3 separate regions of the Gossypium hirsutum genome follow, and regions 1 and 3 are each linked to region 2. The links are chromatin contacts, called in public Hi-C maps. All regions are on one chromosome and are shown on one strand. The core of a region is the stretch at or near the end of the contact, and the rest is flanking DNA. Distances in the headings are between cores, read along the strand shown.

The links. A called contact is a pair of places that touch in the nucleus more often than the background predicts.
Region 1: a contact with region 2 is called in a Hi-C map of leaf, with 2.3 times the contacts expected there. The contact joins the promoter of LOC107928745 here to the promoter of LOC121202937 in region 2. A contact is called at or near these places in 4 of 34 Hi-C or Micro-C datasets (callus and leaf).
Region 3: a contact with region 2 is called in a Hi-C map of leaf, with 2.1 times the contacts expected there. The contact joins the promoter of LOC107928739 here to the promoter of LOC121202937 in region 2. A contact is called at or near these places in 2 of 34 Hi-C or Micro-C datasets (callus and leaf).

What each region holds. Positions count from the first base shown.
Region 1 is chrD03:45,234,440-45,238,695 of Gossypium_hirsutum_v2.1, forward strand. It overlaps LOC107928745 (cytochrome P450 86A1), which reads right to left and starts at 2,303. Exons shown (of 1, transcript XM_016860000.2): 1 at 375-2,303. The coding sequence starts at 2,086. The coding sequence ends at 551. LOC107928744 (sodium-dependent phosphate transport protein 1, chloroplastic) reads left to right here. Exons shown (of 10, transcript XM_016859999.2): 10 at 1-390. The coding sequence ends at 39.
Region 2 is chrD03:45,388,565-45,393,036 of Gossypium_hirsutum_v2.1, forward strand. It overlaps LOC121202937 (phosphomethylpyrimidine synthase, chloroplastic), which reads right to left and starts at 2,366. Exons shown (of 7, transcript XR_001697963.2): 1 at 2,228-2,366; 2 at 935-1,244; 3 at 718-845; 4 at 1-475.
Region 3 is chrD03:45,180,090-45,184,907 of Gossypium_hirsutum_v2.1, forward strand. It overlaps LOC107928739 (GDP-mannose transporter GONST2), which reads right to left and starts at 3,494. Exons shown (of 10, transcript XM_016859995.2): 1 at 2,127-3,494; 2 at 1,491-1,693; 3 at 782-992; 4 at 397-536; 5 at 163-292. The coding sequence starts at 1,684.

The DNA.
Region 1 (4,256 bases), core at 1,053-3,552, 150 kb before region 2:
TGGAACCTCTTTTCAACTGGTGAGAAAATACTGGACTGACTCAGATATTTAGATGTTTAGCATGAGTTAGCTCAAGCCTCAATGTGCTCGAGCTAATTCAAAGAGTCAATTAATTGAATGAGGAACAAAGATGAAAAGCATGAATTGGTTATGGAGGAGAGGTCTAAATACCCATTTTTGGACTTGAGCTACTGGCCATTTTCGTATTGCCAAGAATGGAGCCGAAAATTTTAAATTCCAACACTGTTAATAGGCATAGCTCTCAAAATTGCAAAGCTGGTAGATTTCTTACTGGCGGAAGAATTTATTTGTATAGCAAACAGACCACACACTGTAATTTCTCTAAATGTTATATTCAATCCTAACAAATCAAATTTTCATTGTAACAAATCTACTTGTCCAATAGATTGTACTTTGTGATTTGTTATTACATAAGCATATGAAAATATATATCAACTGATATGAAAATGTAACATAACAAAGATATAAACCACCAAAACCCCACTTGAACAAAGTATAAAATTTAGTAACACAAATGAGCCCCCGTCATCTATGGAAGTTTGCGCGGCTGCAAGTAAACACGAAGGCCTTGCTTCATGAACAGAGTGAGAGACATCTTCTGCTCTACCCTGTGTCCAGGTACCAGCGAAAGCCGGTAACGGAGTAGAACCGCGGAGGCCACGGACTTCATTTGTAGGTAAGCCAAGTCTTTCCCCAAGCAAGTCCGTGGTCCTGCATTGAATGCTACAAATTTGTAACCATCCTTTGGTGTGTTGAATTTGTCACCTTCTGGTGATATCCACCTTTCAGGCCTGAACTCCATGCAATCTTCTCCCCATATAGTCTTCATTCTTCCAACTGAATATATTGAATATGTCACAGTTGAGCCGGCAGGCACGAACGTGCCATCCGGTAAGACATCATCTTCAACAACATACTTGAAGTCCTCTGGAACTGAGGGGTATAAACGCAGTGTTTCAGCTAGTGCTGCTTTCAGATATATCAATTTGTCTGCTTCATCGAACACCAGAGGCTCTTTAAGCCATTTCTTGCAATCTTCACCACGTGACTCCTGGAGAACTGTTGATATTTCGTCGATGATCTTTTGCTCAATCTCCAGATGGTTCATGACGAGCCAGAAGAACCAGCTGAGGGCCACGGAAGAGGTGTCCCTACCGGCCAGGACGAAGTTTAGAGCAATGTGTTGGAGAACATCACTTGTACAGAGGTTGCCCTCAGCATCTCTCTTCTTCATAAAACGGGACAGTAGATCATCTGATGGAGCTTCCTTTCTTGCTTCAACGGCATCGTTCATGTAGTTCTCGACAATTTGGAGGCTACGCTTCAATCTTTTCTCCACTCCAATCCCCAAAATCTTCTCCAATCTCCATAGAAGACCAGGGTATAAAAACCTATAGAGAGTTGCTTCTGTGGCTGTATCGAAAGCAACAGCAAATGAGTTCTCAGGTAACTCAGGAGAGAGTGTTTTGGGGTCCTTACCAAAGGTAAGGCCACAAATATTGTCAAACGTTAACCGAAGCAACAAGTCCTGCAAGTCCACTGATTTCTTCTCAATGGATGCTCTATCCAAAATATGCCATAACCGATCCTTGATGGTCCGGTTCACCCAACGAGCCATGGCTTGCCTGAGCGTCCGGGTTGTGAACTCAAGAGCTGCTGTTTTCCTTTGTATGAGCCATGTCTCTCCATCACTATTGAAGATCCCTTGCCCCAAAAGATCATGAAATGCAGCTTGCCAATTGGGCCCTTTTGGGTAGTTATCGAACCTTGTCTTGAGGATATGCTCAATGTTTTTAGGGTGACAAGTGACAGTATAGAGCCCTTGCTTCCAAGCCAAGAAAGGAAGAGCAATAGTACATGTTTGATACGTGGCTAAGCCACCAGTTGCTCGAAGGTTACTAGCCATCCAATCATGGATCCGCCTCCGGTTCTCGAAAAGAGATGGTAGGCTACCGACTAGAGGCCACACTCTCGGACCGGTTAACCTCCTGGCTAGGATATGGAACCAAAGTGCATAAGCAAATATTGCAGCAGCTAAGCTGAAGACAAATGGAAGGGTTTCCATACTGCTATTAACAGTATTGGAAGTAGACACAGTTGAAGTTGAGATTGTTTTATGAGAGGGATGAATAAAAATGAAGTTATTTTTAAAGTGATGAAACTAGAAAGGTGTAGGAAGAGTTGTTGGGAAATGTTCGTTCATGGCAATATTTATTGTTTCGGTTGATAGGAATTTATTTATGCCACAGAATTTACACGAAAACCATGCAATGACTTACATTTGCTAGCTATTATTCTATTGATTTATCTACCCTCATTGGCTAAATTTTTTTCCTTCTCATTTTAAACTTTTTTTTTGTTTGTTTCTATAAGGAAAGGGGAAATGGGTTATCTAGAAATGAAGCACAGTACTTGTTGTCAACCAAATTTTATTTTAATAACAAGTTTTCTTGTCATGGCACCACAGTGACGGTGCATAATAGAGATTTAGGGATCATGATCCCCTAAAATAATAAATTTTAATTTAGATTCTTTATAATTTATAAAATTTTAAATTAATAATAAAATTGTGCTTTACCCTCCCCTAAAATGATAAAATTTGATTTAATCTTTTAAAACTCATAAAAATATAGGCTATTAAAATGATAAAATTGTATTTTTTACGAAATATACAATTTAATTTCAGTCCAAAAAAAAAATTTCAGACTCCATCATTAAGTACAAACTCGGTTAACCATGACAATGATATAAATGGTTTTAAATATTTTACCCAATGAAATCAAGGTAAAACATTAGTCATGGTAATCGGAGTAGGAATGAATATTTTCATACTTAGGGAGGGAAGGCCTTGCTAATCTCCTAAGGTCACCCTATTACACACTCTAATTTAGCTTGTAAGTGAAGCTGATCCTCATCCAAAGAAAATGAGAAAGAAGAAGTGGTTAGAGACAGTTTACCTGCATTGACAAAACATAAAATGGGTTTTTTCTTCTACTGCAATGCCCCATATCATCATCTTCTTGGGGGTGGGGGGATGCTCTTGTTTTGTTTGGGGTCCTTTTACTATATATTCTCGTACATAAGAGATTTAGAGGTGATTATGGGTCAGGTTAGGTTTGGACCAGGCCTCAATAGAATTTTAGGCTCGTTTTTAGGTCTAGTTTGGTCCAAAAAATGAGCCTAAAATTTACTTAAACTAGACCTAAATAAAAATGTTAAAATTTGAGTCCGGCCTGACCCACACGTGTTAAATTTTTTATATTATTATTTTACATTAAAAACAAGTTTAAAAAAATAATACATCAAATACACTAAAAACGTTAAAATAAAAATTTTCCTATTTAAATAACATTAAGATAGGTGCAACTTAATAAGCAAATACCTCTAAATAATAACAAAATTAACAATAAAAAAAAGAGTTATATAATATCCAAACAATAAAAATAAAATAGTAACAATATAATAGCGAATGACACCAATATAGTGACAAAACAGTAGCAAAAGTAGTGAAAACAACAACAACAAGCAAGAGATTTTATTTTATTTTATTTTTTTACAAATTCATGTCGGGCTGAATTTAGACCAAAAAAGTTACGTGAGGCCTAGTCCGTTTAGAAAATGTGACTCATTATTTTATTTCAACCCATTTTTCGGCCTTCAGACCTGACTGGTTGGCTCGGGCATGATCAATTCCTAGAGATATTTAAAGCTCTCAATATGTTGATCAAGATCAAAGAACTTAAGCAACTGCTTCAATTAAATAATCAATGGAGCAATCTGTTTATTTATTATTATTATTTTAGGATTCAAAATTTTATTACTATTAAATTTTATCCTTATTCTATTAAATTTATATTAACTCCATTTAATATTACTATTTAATTTAATTAAATAATTAATATATCATTTAAATTATTAAATTATATTTTCTAATTAATTTGAATATTTAAATAGTAAAAAATATTAATTTAATTGGAATTTTTAATTGTGTAATAGCTTGTTTTTGTTGGACGCATGGGTCAAACAAAACAGAGCATTTTTCTCTCTAAGAAGAACCAATAAAAAAAATTTCAGTAATTTTATTTCGTCTGATAATTTATTGTAGAACTTTATATACTTAATGCAAAGTAACATTATTAAAAATAATAACTAATTTTCATAATTAACTCTAAATTTAATAAAATGATAATTAAGATGCTTAAAATTTTATTCAAATAATAACTCTATTTTACATA
Region 2 (4,472 bases), core at 1,116-3,615:
CAACTAAGATCTTCAGCAATCCCATTGACTTTTTCAAGTGCTTGATAGATTGGCACGGTCCCAACAGGCACAGCAGAGTTACGTAGGATCCATTCACGGGTTTCATGAATGTGGCGCCCAGTTGAGAGATCCATAACAGTATCAGCACCCCACATTGTTGCCCATTGGACCTTGTAAACTTCCTCCTCAATTGAACTTGCAACGGCTGAGTTTCCAATATTTGCATTTACTTTGACCAAAAAGTTTCGTCCAACTATCATTGGTTCCAGCTCTAAGTGCTTTTTGTTGGAAGGAATGATCGCCCTCCCACGGGCAACCTCTGACCTAACAAATTCTGGGTCAAGCTTCTCACGAGTAGCACAGTATAACATTTCCTCAGTAATGATTCCCTGCTTAGCATAGTACATCTGAGTGTATCTAGGTGCACCCAGTTTTTCCCGTCTGTCAACCCAGCCCTTGCGCAATTTAGGGAGTCCTGTTTAAAGATGTCAAGTACAAAACTTAGCATTTAACTTAACCATAAAACTATAAAAATATCAAAAGATCCAATATATGAAAGGAACATAAAATAATCAGAGTGGAGTAAAGACCCAAACAAACAATCAAAGATTTATCAAGAACATATAAGAGGGGAGTTGGCTAAGCAAAACAAAGTGAAGAAAAGCTAATGTCCTTCAAAAAGGAGCAAGAAGCTGAGAGTAAGGTTGAGCATCCTACCAATGCGTGGATTGATGTTTTGAGGACCACTGGTGTCATATGTGTCGAAGTTTGGCACATCTCCAGTCAAATGAACCCTTCGAAAGGGAACCTTGAGTACATGGCCAGATTCTTCATGAATAACTTCCCTGAAAGGTTCATCACGCATAAAAAATATTTTCAAGCAAAAGGGAAAGAAAACAGAACCAACAAATTGCATATATATAACTAAATTAACCTGCATTCTTTTGAGCTCTTTGGGAAACATTCTTCAAATGATGGAAGTGGCATAAAGTCAGGGGAAGCAGGATTTATGGTATGCTTCTTCTGTTTGCTTTTCTCTGAATTGGTTGTTGGAGGATCAAAAGTTAATGTGGCTTTAGGACCTGAGCTCATAGAAGGGCATATTTCCTTCTTACAAGCATTTGAAACACGACCAACCACATCAAAGCCAGGTAAGAAGGTCGTACAAGGAAACCTTGAAGGAGCAGAATGGTTGCCATTCTTGCATACAACTGATGTGAAGCTAGCATGCACCGATGCCATATCTGGATTGTCCAAGCATGTCGTGAGTTATCAATAAATCATAACCACACAATCATCAAATGATTAACTATACATACAACATCGAGAACAAACATAATTGATAAATGCAGCACGTGAAGGTCGAATTTGATTAGAAAAAAAGCAATCATCGTTGCCTACTCTTGAGAATAAAAATAACAAATTTGTACACATTATATATACAAATAAATTAACTAATGGCATAAAAGATAAATCTAGAATGAAAAAGAAAAAATGCCGCGTTAATCAGCATTACCAGCAAGGACAAAAGGTCTATACTCTATAGTCTTTCAAACTTCATAAAGTTTTCATCAGATAAACAGAAGAATTCTAGTCTAGTTTCTAATAAATAATAATCTAAGGGACACCACGATGGACGTAAATGTGATTACATAGTTCTATGCATTTCAGTGAAAACCCTCGATCTACAATATATATGCAATATATATGTCTCCTGGTTCAGTGTGCTGTGTATTCATATAAAATGCTAAAGAAAACGCATAATCTTAGATATTTTGCACAAGTAAACATTTCTTTTCGTATAGATCAAAATTTGAATTTCTTCAGAACTAAAATAGAAAGGCATTCAAAATTAATAAGCACAAAGCATATCCATTAAGATTTAAGAAGACTTCTCATACAAATCCAACCGCTGATCTATAACTTACCATTATCACTTATAAATAATTAACTTACTATAATCGCAGAAAACGTTACCAAAATTAAGAAGAAAAAACAACAGCTTCCTTAGTGGTTCAGTGTATCTGAATAACAGGGCAGTACAAATAAAAAGAAAGAAAGAAAAACACGTAAAATTACAAGCCTATGTTTGAATTAAACCAGCATGCAGTGATCTAGAATAAAAAGAAAATGTGCTGTTTATTTAGATTTAATTTAATTTTCTCACCAGCCAAACAAACAAAAGAAATTTAAAAAAAAAAAAAAAGAGTGAAGAAAGAGGAGGAACCTGGAAGATCTTATCCCTTTTAAGCGTCTCTAAAGTGGAGCGTGAGAGAGCTCTCTAATAAGAACTGAGCACTCGTCGTTCACTGGCTTCTTCCATTTATATAGGTAAAAGAGCGACAGAAACATTTTTTTTCCCTCTCAAAAATAATGAAAAAGCGCATGCTTACGTGGTGCATTTATTAGATATTTTCTATATACATTTTTAGAGTTAATTTCATTATATGTCCTTAAACTATAATTTATATTTTAAATTAGTCCTCAAACTTTAAATCATTCTAATTTAATTTTTTAAAGCATCGACATCGTATCAATTGCTTCCTTCCATCAGCCCAGTTGTCAACATAGACATAAATGTTAACTCAAATTTGACGAGGATCATATTTAAAACAAATATGTCAAATTCTAAATACATCTGTGTTTATCATATAAATAGTTTAGATATAATGTGTTAAAAGGAAAAAAAATATAATTTTCTTAAATTTTAATAATAATATTTTTAACGCATCAAATTTATTGTTAATGCATTTGGTATAGACATGATTAAACTTTGATCCATATGTTTTAAATATTCTTCATATTGAATTCGAGTTGACATTTAACACCCAAATTTGATATTAGACTGATGAAAAAACATAATTGATACAATATTTGATACTTTGAGAATTCAAATAAAACACTTTAGCTACATTTGGTAGGAGTATTATTTTTCTGCATGTTTTAGTATACGAGTGAATAATAAATTAATTCATTTGGCAAGATTTAATCATTCCCGTACCTTATTTTTAGTAAAGAAAAGAAAAAATAATTTATTTATTTTGAAGAGGTCTATTTTTTACGAAAAATTTTACTAATTTTTTTATTTTTAAATTTAAAACTGTACTAACTATTTTTTTATTTTATGTCTATAATATGAATATTATAAATAAGATTTTCCTCAAATTAAACCAAACATTTAAAATTGGAATGTTTGTAAAAGACCTCAATCCCTACTCGTACTATTTTACGTTAATCTTGAATTAATTATTTTATTGTTGAAATCAAGGATAGGGAATTAAAGGATGACATTGGGCCACCTGCTTGGTAAACAGGTCAAGTGGACTTCTTTGTTTGTTTCCCGAGAATGCGGACGAAAGAACGAAACTGTGATCTGAAAGCAACATTGATATTTTTGAGGGCCAAAATATCAAACCTCAACCTACTCACCACCCTTCATTCTTCTCAACTCCTCATGTTCTAGGGCCAGCTTCGCCTATTGCTAAGATATGTTTGTGAAAAGTTCAATTTAAAAAGGACGGTTTTAATTTAAAGTTAAACTTTCAAATGAAAAATTAAAATGTCTAATGTTAAAAATTAAAAAATTAAATTAAATTAGATATCATAAAATATATTTTTAAATAATTAATAAATTATTTGTAAATTTAATTAGACATGAAATATTTTAAAATTTTAAATATAATAATAAATCATATTTAATTAATTTAATATGATGATACATGAAATATAAATTAATCCAAAATTTTATATACATTTTAAATAGTTAATAAAAAACAAGATATTTTGATAATTTATACTTTAAAATGCAAAAGTCAAAAATACCATAACCCCACCCTTAATTAGATGATGGCTTTTGCTTTCAGTTGGTAAAACTTCTAATTTAGGCTCAGTTTTAAAATGCGTTAAAAAGATTCAATTAACTGAAAAGTAATATTTTCAATATCTTAAATTTTAACTCAGAATGCAAATAATTAGACAGACTTAAATTCAATAAATTCAATTGTTTTATTATTTCATTTAAGATCATATTATCTTTTATTAAACAATTTAAGTATATTAAATATTTAATTTTAACATATTTTATAAAACTTTTCAATTATCAAACATAGACTTATACCCCCTAATGCTTTCCTATGTAAAAATCTAAAATAAATCAATTAAGAACATTTGGATAAACATAAATAGATTTTTAATTTTGATTCACACCGATTTAACCTGATTTAACACTAAAAGGCAACAAACCAAAACAATCGTAACTCAAAATGGTCCGAACAATTAACCCAAAAGAACCAACATGAACTAAAATAACCCAAACTAGAAAGAATCAAACCTGAAATCACTTAAACTCTAAATTAGACCAAACCAAAATGATTTGATAATTTAACAATACCCAAAACCAACCTGACCTGCTGAATTGACAGATATAATATAAGATCAATTATTAAATGTATCAAAATCCTAAATACAAAACA
Region 3 (4,818 bases), core at 2,244-4,743, 210 kb before region 2:
CATTATTAACTTTTAAGATTCTGAGAACAAATCAGTACTCAAGGTGGTTCCTGCTCCATGAACAAGAGAAGCAAACAATTTCGGGAGACAGTAGCATACAGTTACATACAGAAGTAGAGAATTAGTTTTCCTGAATCAGATAACCACAAGTAGTAAATTTACCATCATAAACATTGCCGTCCACACTTTCTGATTTTGATGCTTTCGGAAAACATAATATTCTCCAATTGCTGTTAAAATATTCGTCATGTTCTTTAGGATGGTCACCATTGCTATATTTATGTATTTCAAACTGAAATGAAAAACACAGAAAATTGAGAGTTGGAGTCCACTTAGCTTCACTTTTTGAGTAAATAATATACGAGGAATGCGCTGGAGGTGCAGTCTGTAACATACCTATACATTCCCGACACAAGCATGCCAACAAAGATTATATTTACAGGGAGCCAAACCCTGATCAGCTTCCAATTCAGCTTTTCGACTGAAACTGCTCCACACAGTCCCAATATGGCAACAACTACACAACTTATCAGATTCTGCAGTGCAATACAGGAAAAAGAATGAACTTCCACCCTCACAAATTTTTAACAGTTCGCATAAAATGAGGCATTGAAAGGTGGTCACAGATAGGACTAATGTTCAAAGATGCTAAGAATTCTGCATGCTTTTCAGTTTCATTTTAAAGACATAATACAGCTGAGAGAAACTTGCTTATGATACTCATGACAAGACATTTTGCTTACTTCAAATGCTATAAAGCTATTGAGGTGTAGTTACATACCTGATAAAACATCAATGATATTCCTGCATTAAAATTATAACTTGAGAGAACAACTTTATTCAGTAATATCATGCTGCACGAAGAAATGCAGTATGCTGTTCCGGATATAAGAGGTCCAGATCTTCTTCCAATTACATGTGCATGTTTTTCACTCCGATCAAATGGAAGATTGAAACTGTCACCAATTGCTGCTTTATTCCCTTTAAATAACCTGATGAAAGAGCGATATATACATCAAATTGACCCGACAAAACTCACTTTTAAAGTGGAAAATTTGATCATATAGTTCTGTATGATCATATTACTTTATACAACATGAATGCAAACAAATTAGTTAGTAGTTTAGTACTGTATATACATTAGGAGAAATCCAGAAACTCAAAATTTTAAATATGGAAAAAGCAACAACTTGATCTCCGATCAAAATTCTTTGTCAAGCAGAGGTAATCGAAGTTTAAAATATTCAAAGACAATAGGACAAGGAGTATATCAACTGTGATCATTGGCTCATCTCATTGTTGTGCAATTCATAACCAGCCAATTTCTTGTCTTTCAAGCTTGGACATGTAGTGTATATAAATTAGATTCGTATTGAAATCAAATTCATAAAACAAACATACATTACAACGAAGCACACATAAAAAGATAGAACTCATAGAGATGAATGAAAAATAAACCGTTAGAAGTCGAAACTTGTTGGTAAATCTACCTATCAGTCAGTGTTCCATTCTCAACATTTGGGGTGATACTGCCAAGTGACCTCTGCCCTTGCTTATGGATGCCATTTAGGATCTCATATACTCTATTAACCTTTTCATCTGAAGTCGCTTTCTCATTCCAAGAGCTTAATTCTGATTCCTCAGAATCACGGCAAACAACCTCATCTAATTTGATACTCGACATGTCACTGACCTGCATATGAGAAAAAAGAAACATGAGATTTGGAACTATCAGCTCCAAATTGCCATTGCCAAAACTTCAAATGAGAACTTGCCAAGGAAGTGAGAATTCTAATTTCTAAAGCATGAAAACAAGCTAGTAGACAACTTCAATGAAGCAATAATGCCACGTAGAAGCTTTCGAAGCAAATTATATTGTTATCTCTATCCATATTCAGATTCATAAGTAGTGAATTTGAGAAACAAGAAGTTGCCCTGCTTTTGTCACTCTAATTTTGACCATCCCAAAAAAAGAAAAAAATTTACCACTAAGGGAAATTTAAAGCAATATAGTCAATTCAATTGAAAACCCTTGTCAGCAATGCCAAGATTTTATCAAACATTTGGCAAACATAAAAACAAAATTCAAAAAATTTAAACATAACCCAAGAATTTGAAGAAGTTACCAATTTGATTGGTTCCCTTCAAGCTTCAAATTCAGTAACCTCCCACCCTGAAAGGTTATAGAGGGGGAAAAATGAAAGGATGAGAGTCCAATCAAAGGCGTTGGAAATGAAAGAGGAAACTGAACCGACAGAGGCAAAGGAACATGCAAAAGACGTGAAAACTGAATGTGAAAAACTCTTTTGAAATGGCACGCAAAGGGGAAGAAAAATGAGAGATCCAAAAGTATGGAGAAAGACAAGTTTGAAGTATAAAACTTTAAATGCGTAGTGGAATGAGCGTGAAAAAAGCGAAATGGAGAGCGAGATTCCAGGCAAGTAAGGGAATTTGAATAATGGATCTTGGAGCAACTCCCGAGGTTGCCACAAAGTCACATGTTGTCTGAATTTCGCCATTGTAAACTGAACAAGCAACTCAGTCCTCCTTTTTCCGATTATGGATTTATTTGTATTTTAATTCAAGGGTTGAAGGGTGACAGGCACATGGATTCCCCTCTTTTGATGAGTTTCCAGCGGAATATATGCCTTTCTTTTTGGTACGAAAATGGAGGACTCTAAAGCCCATCAACAAACTAATTTGAGCTTTAATGCTTCATCTTTTTGCCCCGAAGAAAAAAAGCCCTAAACTTGGAGTAGCGATGTTATAGCATTGGACGCCCAAAGTGATGAGATTCATTCATAAAAAAACAAGTTACCAACCAATACAAAGCCCATGAGTTGAGCCCAACTAAACAAATAGGTTCTCAAAGAACCTTAGTAGAACGCTTCTGTCATGCATGGGGAAGAGAGGAAAAATGCTCCGAGAAACAAAGGTTACTGTAATTGGGCATGCCTCTAGTGGAAGCAATGCCACTGTGAAACCTTAAAAAAGACGTTGACAACCACCACAGGATCGACAAGGACACCAAATGGAGGAGAAGCCAAAGCCAAGCACTGGCAACACAACCACCACAAGCAGATCTTGTGCAATGACACCGTGACAGCTGGTCATAATCGATGAGACTTCAAAAAAGTGCCAAAGAAGAAGCAAAGTTTGTCAAAGGCAAGGCCTTACCAAAGACAAGAGGGATAAACAACCAAACATGGGAGAACCTATGGAGCAAATAGACAACAACCTCTCACCAACGATCACAAACCGTTAGAAAGGAGGCTAGATCTTGAAATCATTATGCTGAATGACATAAATAAAAAAAAAGAAAAAAATTGAAATAAAAATGTGAGTGGTGCCAAACCCGGAGGTTGAGTGGTTGCTCATAGGAAGCTAAAAAACCAAAGAAAACTTAGGAGTGAAGGACCTCATAAAGAGAGGGGAGAAGAAAAATTTAGAGATAAGTGTAATGTTATAAAAGATTTTTATTTTTGTGTAGTTTTTTTTTACAAGAAATATTGATTTGATTTAGTTTTTTAACAAAAAAGAAATCTGTTTCCATTAATTAAAGGCAAGGAAAGATGGTGTCGGTTTAATGCACCAACCCACTAAACCATAAGACAAATAAAGAACCCTCAGGCCCCTCAATACATTGTCCAAGATTTGAAAAGGCAACCAACAGATAAGGAAAGGTTACCATCTGAAAAAAAAAAAACACAAAACTCTTTCCTTGCTTTCCTCCTAAACCGATGAAAACCAGTCAAAAACCTCTCTCCAATCCAAGTTTTAAAATTCTAGTGTGTGAACAAACCGTTGATATCAAAAGAGAGAGAAGTGCTTTAGGAACCAGTTGGAGGTAAAAGATTAGAAAATCTCCAAATTCCAAAGCAGTCAGGTGCAGATTAATTCTGATGAAACCATTGTTGCAAGTCTCTTTTGGCTGCCCGTTCCACCATAAATGACGCTTTCTCTATCCAGTACGGCTAGATCGAGAATCGACAACCTTCTCCAGCCAGTGCGTGAGCAATGATGTTGGCTTGTCTTCCAGCAAAACAAAAGGTGACTTTTGCAAATATCCCCAATTTTGCCTTAATATCTTGAACAATCGGGCTAATGATAGACTTGTCTAATGTAGGAGAATTCAATTTCCCAGTGACAGTAAGTGAATTGCCCTCCATCTGTACTGATCAAAATCCTAACTCAGCCGCAAAGATGATGGCCTACTCATACGCCCGTGCTTCGGCAATGAAGGCATCAGTAACACCATGGTGGGGGTAAGTACATGCAACCATAATAAGACCTGAAGAATTTATAGCCAGTACTCTTGAGATAGAAGTTTTTGTATTAGGGCTAAAAGATGCATCAAAATTAAGTTTAATACTGTCAGAACCTGGTGGTACACATTTCTCCTGTTTAGGTAAAAAAACTGATGGATTTAGTTCACCCAGAGCCTCTAGCTCTACTAGGTGTGCCTTAATAAACACTGTCAAACCCTGCACTAATTATCTAACACCTTCATGAGCAAGCTTATTTCATGCATGCCAAACCAAATTGCCCAGTAAGATATCACCAATAACTTCTCTAATCTTGTGTTAGGTTGCATGAAAACCTCTGCTAACCATGTTTTATAATCTGAATTATGTGAGGTAAGGATAGTCGTAACATTCAATGAGTCTAGAACTTTCTTGGAAACAGAGCAATGTCGTAACAAATGGTCAATAGATTCTTCAGCTGAATTGCACAAGGGACAGACATTTTTAACTTGTAGTTTTCTGCGTTGTAAATTATCAAAAGTTGGTTGATAATTTTTTGCGAATCTCTATACTT